Linked DNA regions of Sus scrofa: regions 2 and 3 are each linked to region 1. Evidence: chromatin contacts called from public Hi-C data. All regions are on one chromosome and are shown on one strand. The core of a region is the stretch at or near the end of the contact, and the rest is flanking DNA. Distances in the headings are between cores, read along the strand shown.

Region 1 (2,700 bases), core at 115-2,614:
GCAGCTCCGATTCCATCCCTAACCTAGGAATTTCCCTATGCCACAAGCGCAGCTGTAAAAAGAAAAAAAAAATTACTGAACTATTTTAAAGCCTGTCAAATCACCTAAGGGTCAATGGAGATTATCTCTAAGTGCCATTTTAACACCAGGATTCTTTTTTTTTTTTTTTTTTTTTTTTTTTTTTTTTGTCTTTTTGCCTTTTCTAGGGCTGCTCCCACGGCATACGGAAGTTCCCAGGCCAGAGGTCTAATTGGAACTGTAGCTGCCAACCCAACACCAGATCCACAGCAACATGGGATCCGAGCCGCATCAACGACCTACACCACAGCTCTCGGCAACGCTGGATCCTTAACCCACTGAGCGAGGCCAGGAATCGAACCTGCAACCTCATGGTTGATAGTCAGATTTGTTAGCCACTGAGCCACGACAGGAACTCCGAGGATTCTATTCTCTCACAAAGTCTGCCTTGTTGGATTGCTTTGGAAATGTGGAGATGCCTATGTGCAGAAGTCTGATTGTTCTCTTCTTGGGTATGGGCTCCTGATTATCTAAGAATGGAGAGTCTCTAAGGGAGTCCGGGCTGAATGATTACTTCCAAGGAAGGAAGGAAATAAACATTTATTAAATTATGATTTGTGCCAAGAAATAGGCTAAGAATTTTCCCCTCATGCTATTGAGCCTAAATCTGGCAACCCAGCCTGTCCAGGCTAAATTAGACCTAAAAGAAGTTTAAGAATAATTCCATCTTCATCACTGGTACCTGCTTGTTGTGGAATACAGAGGCTGAGGTGAGTAGATATACATTCGTCCAAACATCCAAATAACTGATTGGCTGGAGGTGTGACATGCAGACAAAACTGGGGAGAATTAACAGAAAAGAGCTGGGTAATTTGCAAACAGAATATTTCAATGCGATGGTGAGACATTCCAGACAAATCCCAGAAAAGGAGAGAATATACAGCCATCACTGAGGGAGGCCTTGTTGGGACAACAGAAAGGTCGGTAAAGCCAGGAGACAGGACCATAGATGCAGCTAGAAGCAGCAGAAGAGGTTGTGAAGGCATGATAATAACTACAGTTTGCCGTCAGGTGCCTGAACCACAAAACATCGGTCCACCTCTGTGTTATGAATAAGAAATCATGGCATCAGTGGTTTCCGTTCTGAATACTAGGAACAAACACAAATTACACCGTCAGCAAGGCAAGGGTTAGTCATATATAACTGAATCCAACAATATACCCTGAAGTCCAAAGCTAAAGGAAATGGAACAAAAAGAATCAGCGCCTCTGGAAGAGTAAGAGGGCGTGATGGCAGTTGCAGGGAGTAGTCAACAGGTGGGGCTGGGGGGCTTCTAACCCCTTGGGTTTCCGCAGGGAGCAGGGCGTCTGCGCACAGAGCTCGGCTTCCTGCAGTGGCAGTCACACTCTAATCAAATACACACACATCCCACCCGATCCTGTTAACGGGGTCGGAGAAAAGTGATTCCAACCCAAGTGAGGCGTGGGCAGCTGACAGCGCAGTGATGTGTGTGGATCCTGCGTAGGCTCTGACGCAGCCCCGGGACAAAGCCGGCCCTTTTGCCACCTTCAGCCTAGAGGATCTGTGTCGTGGAGACCCAGAGGCTGGACCGCAATGGGTATCTGCTTTTGAAACGCGGAATCTCTGTTCCTGTTATTTTATATAATTTACCTATTTATATCCCTCTCACTTATGAATGATCTCATCTGTCCAGAACCGGCATTTTCTCCAAGAAAATGATTTTGTCCATAAATGGAAAGAACAATCAGCTAGAAATGTCCCCATCGTGGTGCATGAACGAGAGCCCTAGAGAATCAGCCTGAAATTGGCAGCAGGGCTCCGTGGGAGGGGATAGTCGCTCTCCCCTGGTGAGCGGTCCCCGTGGCAGTGGGGCAGGTTTTAAGTGCCATGAAATCTCTGCCTGATTTACTCATGGTTTTATGCATTCAACCTCGGCATTGTGCCTGGCACATAGTACCTGCTCAAAACTTGACTCTTTACTGACTGAGTGAACAAATGAATGAATGAAGCTTTCAGGTGGGAAGGTTGCCTGGCAGTCAGATCTATATTTAAATTCTGCTTCTTACATCCTGTCAGGGACTATATCCTGGGCAAGTTTTTTGACCTCCTCTTGGTCATTAGTTCTGCATCAGTAATGTCCTGAATTTGTCACTCTATCCTCAGTGTCTGAAAAATGATAGGTGCTCAATAAATATTTTGTGGACATGAGACTTTGTGTCTCAGTTTATTCATCTGTAGAAATAAAATCAGTGCCATGATATCTACCTGGAAGCATGAGCTGTTAGGAGGATTAAATGAGGTGATTTTTTTTGTTGTTGTTACAGAATTATATCTTTTTCTTTTTTTTTTTTTTTTTGTCTTTTTGCTATTTCTTTGGGCTGCTCCCATGGCATATGGAGGTTCCCAGGCTAGGGGTCGAATTGGAGCTGTAGCCACTGGCCTACGCCAGAGCCACAGCAACACGGGATCCAAGCCGTGTCTGCAACCTACACCACAGCTCACAGCAATGCCAGATCATTAACCCACTGAGCAAGGCTAGGGACCGAACCCGCAACCTCATGGTTCCTAGTCAGATTCGTTAACCACTGCACCATGACGGGAACTCCTTTTTTTTTTTTTTTTTTTTTTTTTTTTTAAGCAAGCAAAGTGTTTATTACAGG
Region 2 (2,700 bases), core at 111-2,610, 270 kb after region 1:
AGGCAGATTGTCATTTGCAAAGAGAAAACAGTACCGTGATCATTGCCCACTGCCCTGAGGCTTCCTCCATCCTCAAGGAAGCCTTGGGATTTCCCACTCCGAGCTGGCACAGAGGCAGCCAGAAGGAACCAATGGCCTCCAGAGATGGCTTGAAAAGCAACAAGTTAATGCAGCTGGGGACCAGCTGGCCAGGTTAGCTGCTCTTGTCTAAACATGGCTCTTAACTGTACTAGCATCCAGACGGCTTTTATGCCTCAGTGGAAAACACGTGACAATGACATCACCCCCCCTGGCTGGACTGGACAAGCACTCATTGGAACTTCCATGTTTAGTAAAGTTGCCCTGATGCTCCCTAGCTCCCTGAATAAGCTACTATTTGAGAGGGAGAGAATTTCTGTTTGAGGTTTGTGCCTCAGCTCTGCCCTCCTGCCCACAGATATTACGTTCAAAACATCCCAGCCCCAGCCCTGTGCCTTGTCCTTCTGGCAGAGAAATGACCTGCTCACGTTCAGACCTGTCAAAATTGCAGAGAAAATGTTTCACTCTTATTAAACCACATCCACTCAGAGAGTTCTTTAACTCAACTCAGATTTCCTCCTTCTGGAAGCAAATGAGAAGGTCAAAGACTCTCCCAAAAGACATTCAACAACTTTGCTACAACTTTCCCTTCTCAAGACTCCCTCCCTCCCTGCAGGGAGGTCTGTAGTACCAGGTTCCCTGAGATAAAGTGGAAGCATTCTCATTTTAACCAGCAAGATCTACTAACAAGGGGGAGACATGCACAGACAGCCCCTTTCTCACACTCGCCCCCACTCTCCACACCCCAAGGCGTCGATGATCTAACCACGATGACCATGACCGGTCGGTTTTTTAATCTTACAAGCAGCGCCTCCGTTGGCCGGCTTGAATTCAAACCACAGGAGCCGAAGTATCACTGTGGGCGCCCTCTGGCCACAGACGGTCGGAGGAGGTGACCTCAGTCAGCTCCTACTGAACTGAACTAAGAAACCCGCTAATGACAAATGGCATCCTTTGCACCTGAAACTCTGGCCCTGACCGGAAAACCACAGCGCAGACAGCAGGTTCCAAAGTCTCTTTTCTCAAGTTAGAAAGTTCTGCGGGCTGGGAACGCCCACCCCTTTCCCAACCACCCGCCTCACTCCGAAGTCGGGAGCACCCACCACCACCCCCATCAACAACCCCCCCGCCCCGACCACCTGACTTACTTGGTGGGAGTCGTCGGAGGGTCGATGTGCGCTGTGATGCCCTGGCGCCGCGCGGGATGCTCGCGCGCTACCACGTTCCGTGCCTCCGCCGGTGCCCGCCGCTCGCAGTCGCCGCGGCCCCGCGGTTTATAACCAGCCCCGCCAACCCGCGCCGGGGCTTTTCCGTGACGTCAGCGCCCCCGCTGGGAGGGGGCGGCTCTGCAGCAAACCCCGAGTTGCAGCCACTTCACTAAATCAGTAACTCGCAGTCATATGACCCCTTTTAAAAAATAACGACAGTTCAATCCCGGGCGCCTTTATTTTATTTTCTTTTTACCAGCTGGGCACAGGAAGATGGGAAAATACACCAAGTGCCACTTAATCGCGCCGCCCAGCAAAACACTTGCGAACTGTCCGGATAAAGGATGGAGAAAGAGGCAGGTTTGAATTGGATGCCCAGTTTCAGGAAAAACAAAAATAAAGCAGGGATCAGGGTGAGGCTGCAGCAGCGCTGAGTGGCCAGGGCTTGTGTTAGCTGCATCTTTTGCAAGGAAAACAGCCTTCTGCCTGCTCCTGTCACCTTCTCTCTGGAAGAGGGAGGAGGGAGAGCCCCATACTGCTTTGTTTCCCTTCTCTGACAGGGATTCAGAGAGAAGGAGCCAGAGGGAGATGAGGAAAGAACAGGTCTTGAAAAATAACTTCATTATGGATCCAAGCAGATTGTGCTAAATGTTGCTGGCCCTCCTGCTCTGGGCGGGGATGCTGAGACTCCTCGATCAGGGAATTTAATCAGCATCCCAATTGGCAACATCTCTGTTCGAGGCTGCCTGGCATGCCTGGCCCTGGGCATGGAGCCAGTGCCTCGGGTCATGGGAGGAGTCTTGAGCCAAACTTTGGGGCCCAAGTCCCCCAAATGACTCCAGATAATAATAATAACAGCCACTTCTACTACCATTTACTGAGTACCTCTGTGTTCCTATACTCAGCAGGTACTGTTAGGCATCTGCAGTACCTTGAACTTTACTACAATTCTGCAAGGTGAATATACTGCTATTCCCACTCTAGGGAGGAGCAAAAGGACCAAAAAACCAGTGAGCTTGCCCAAGGTCACACAGCTCATAAAAGTAGCAGCATCAGGATTCAAAGCTTGGCGTGCCCGGCTCTTGGCACTGCACCACCAGCAGAAGGGTTTCAATGACCTCTTTCTGGGGACGTGGGCATTTCCCAGATGCTGTGTTTGGCGATGACACTGGTCTTTCCAACCCATCCATCCACCTTTCCAGCCAGCTTCATCTCTGGGTTGGCTGGTGGCTCTGGAAGAGAGCCAGAGGTACCAGCATCTATTTGAGTGGCTGGACTCTGCTGTGAATAGGGTCCATTCTCCATTCTCCTGCAGCACTTATCTGCTCTGGGGCTAATCCAAATGACCAGCTGCGGAGACATGCCAGACCCCAAGCTGGCAACAGTGGAATCCACAGAGGAATGAACACTTAGA
Region 3 (2,700 bases), core at 55-2,554, 340 kb after region 1:
TCTGAATCCAGGTGTTTAACAAAAGGCCTGGAATATCATATGGGCTCCAATAATGTACGGCAGACAAAATAAATGAGACAGACCTAGAGCTCCTTACTGAAATAATGAATTCTCTTGCTTTATATTGTCTTAGCCACTCATGTCTTCATTTAACTCATACATTGAGCACTTCCTCCGTGCCATCCATACCTCAGGGTATAGGAATGATAGAAAGCTCAGTATGTCCGTCCACATCAATTGTATTTCTCCTGTTAAAGGGCTCCACCCAGATCCAACTTATGGGCACACCTCTTTTTACCTACAGGGTACTCAGCATCCTCTATGCTTCAGTATTTGTTCCTTCCTTTAGAGGAGTCTGGATGTGATCTGCTGATACTTTACTCATAAAAAGCACCACTTGAAAAAAACAAACAAACAAAAAAACCTTGCAAAGGAGCTCCCTGGTGGCCTAGCAGTTAAGGATTCTGCATGGTCACTGTTGTGGCATGGGTTCGATCCCTGGACTGGGAATTTCTGTATGCTGTGGGCACAGAAAAAAAAAAAAAAAAAAATTTAAGCTTGCCTCTTCTATCGCCTCCTCCTCAGCAGTACTATAGAATCAGAAACCAGGCTCAGAGGTAGCAAAGCCAATGGCTAAGCTACTCAGAGAAAATGCAAAGTCTGGATCAAAGCTTCACTGTCTGACCATGTGATCCTGGGCCTCCAAGGACACTGATGGGAATGGGACCCAGAGCCGGCCTTCATCAAAGCCCAGAAACGGCAGGTGTTTTCAATTTCTCTTTATGAGCACTTCCTCGGGCATAAATAGAACACCCCAAACATTCATTTATCTTCTATTTATGGAATAAACATTAATGTTTCCATGTTTTCAAAGCCATCTGACAAAGAATTCCTTAATGATTTTTATGAAAGAGAACTAAAAAATCATTCCTGGAGACCTCTCAAAACAGTCTCAATAAAACAACAAATCTTCCATTCTGTGCAAAAGTCGATTTAGTAAACCTTTACTCATCGTACAACAAAATCAGAGGTTAATAACTAAGGTGTTACTGATTTCAATGGTCCAGTCCATCAATTTCTAAAACGTTGGCACAGTTTTCACTTAATTAATAATACTCACCCCCTTCTATCCCCACAACCTACCAGGAAAAAAATGAATGTAAACGCTGGTAATAGAAAGTGTTCTGGAAAATAATCCTATCAGTCATATTGATAGCAAGAACAAGGTGCCAATTTTTATAGCTATCATAACAGCAGCCTGTGGTTTGAAATCTTATAAAAACAGGAAGCTCTCGCTTTAAGACGTGCCTGGAATTCCTAATGCAATGAGGGACGATCGTGATCTGTTGCTGCCACCAAGAGATCATTTTCACAAAACGGTATTTTCCCTTTGCTCCTGGCTTTGTTTCCAACTCACCTACAGATATTTCTTTTCTTCTTCTTCTTCCTTTTTTTTTTTGCCCACACCCATGGCATGAAGAAGTTCCCAGGCAAAGGTTAGAACCCAGACCACAGCAGTGACCTGAGTCATTGCAGTGACAACCCAGACACTTAACCCACTAAGCCACCAGGGAACTCTACCTGCAGATATTTCTTGAACATCAGGTTCTTTAATCAGGATAAATAACTACTACCTAATAACAAATCTCTTTCATAGGTATCCTCAGTAACAATGCATTTTTTAAAAATCTATTCTATATAACCTTTTTTTTCTTTTAGAAATAAGTCTAGGAGTTCCACTGTGGAACAATGGGTTAAGAATCTAACTGCAGTGGCTCGGGTTGCTGAGGAGGCACAGGTTTGATCACACGCCTGGCACAGTGGGTTAAAGGATCTGGCATTATTGCTATAGCTGCAGTGTAGGTCACTTCTGCAGCTTGGACTCAATCCTTGGCCCAGGAACTTCCATATCCTGTGGATGCAGCCATTAAAATAAAAGAAAAAGGAAAAAGAAATAGGTCTAATCTTTTCCCTTGTCTTCTATTCCTACTTTTGTTTTTCTTTGTAAGTTCCCAAATTCTTACTTTCTGGGGGTCATCTTTCTGGTCATCTATCTTCATTTGAGAACAAGTAATCCTGGTATATAAGGTAGAGGCCAACAGGCCATCACACTGGATGGGTGCTCCAAGATATTCCTCACACTTTCATTTAGCTTGCAAGTTTAAGCTGGTGCATATGAGTTCCAAAGCCACATCATCCTGGAATTAGATCCAGCTTCTTCCACTAACTAGCATTGTGCTCTAGGGAAGTATTTAATTTTTCTAGGTCTAATTTTCTTCCCCCATAAAGCAAAGGTAATGAATGATATGTCTATCTCAGGACAGTCAAGGTAAATAAATGAAATAATGACTATAAAGCATTTAGCAAAATGTCTAGCCCACAGTAAGTAATCAATAAATCATTTGTTATTATTACTACCAGAAAGGACAAAAATTAAGTGAATTCCATACCATCAGAAACCAGGTCAATGGGGAAGTTCTGACTAGAACCTCCAGATCACAGACTCCCAACCCAGAGCTCTGACCAACACACCACTTGGATGTTGACTTTATATTCGTCCAATTAATTTATGGCTCTGGTTCCCCTGGGATAGGTACAAAAGTGCTGCAAGCATCGTTTTTTAAAAAGTGAAGTCCTTGAGGAGTTCCCGTCGTGGCTCAGTGGTTAAAGAATCCGACTAGGAACCAGGAGGTTGCGGGT

Evidence for each region. A called contact is a pair of places that touch in the nucleus more often than the background predicts.
Region 2: a contact with region 1 is called in a Hi-C map of skeletal muscle, with 8 times the contacts expected there. A contact is called at or near these places in 12 of 47 Hi-C or Micro-C datasets (brain, embryonic fibroblasts, fetal heart ventricle and 9 more) and 1 of 2 datasets of targeted methods (skeletal muscle).
Region 3: a Hi-C map of adipose tissue shows a contact between it and region 1, with 4 times the contacts expected there. A contact is called at or near these places in 1 of 5 promoter capture datasets (liver), 25 of 47 Hi-C or Micro-C datasets (adipose tissue, alveolar macrophages, brain and 16 more) and 1 of 2 datasets of targeted methods (skeletal muscle).

Annotation. Positions count from the first base shown.
Region 1 is chr4:42,723,320-42,726,019 of Sscrofa11.1, reverse strand. No RefSeq gene overlaps it. Among named protein-coding and RNA genes, the nearest start is that of PDP1, 53 kb to the left of the region's middle.
Region 2 is chr4:42,457,251-42,459,950 of Sscrofa11.1, reverse strand. It overlaps GEM (GTP-binding protein GEM), which reads right to left and starts at 1,360. Exons shown (of 5, transcript XM_001926976.7): 1 at 1,227-1,360.
Region 3 is chr4:42,380,010-42,382,709 of Sscrofa11.1, reverse strand. No RefSeq gene overlaps it. Among named protein-coding and RNA genes, the nearest start is that of GEM, 77 kb to the left of the region's middle.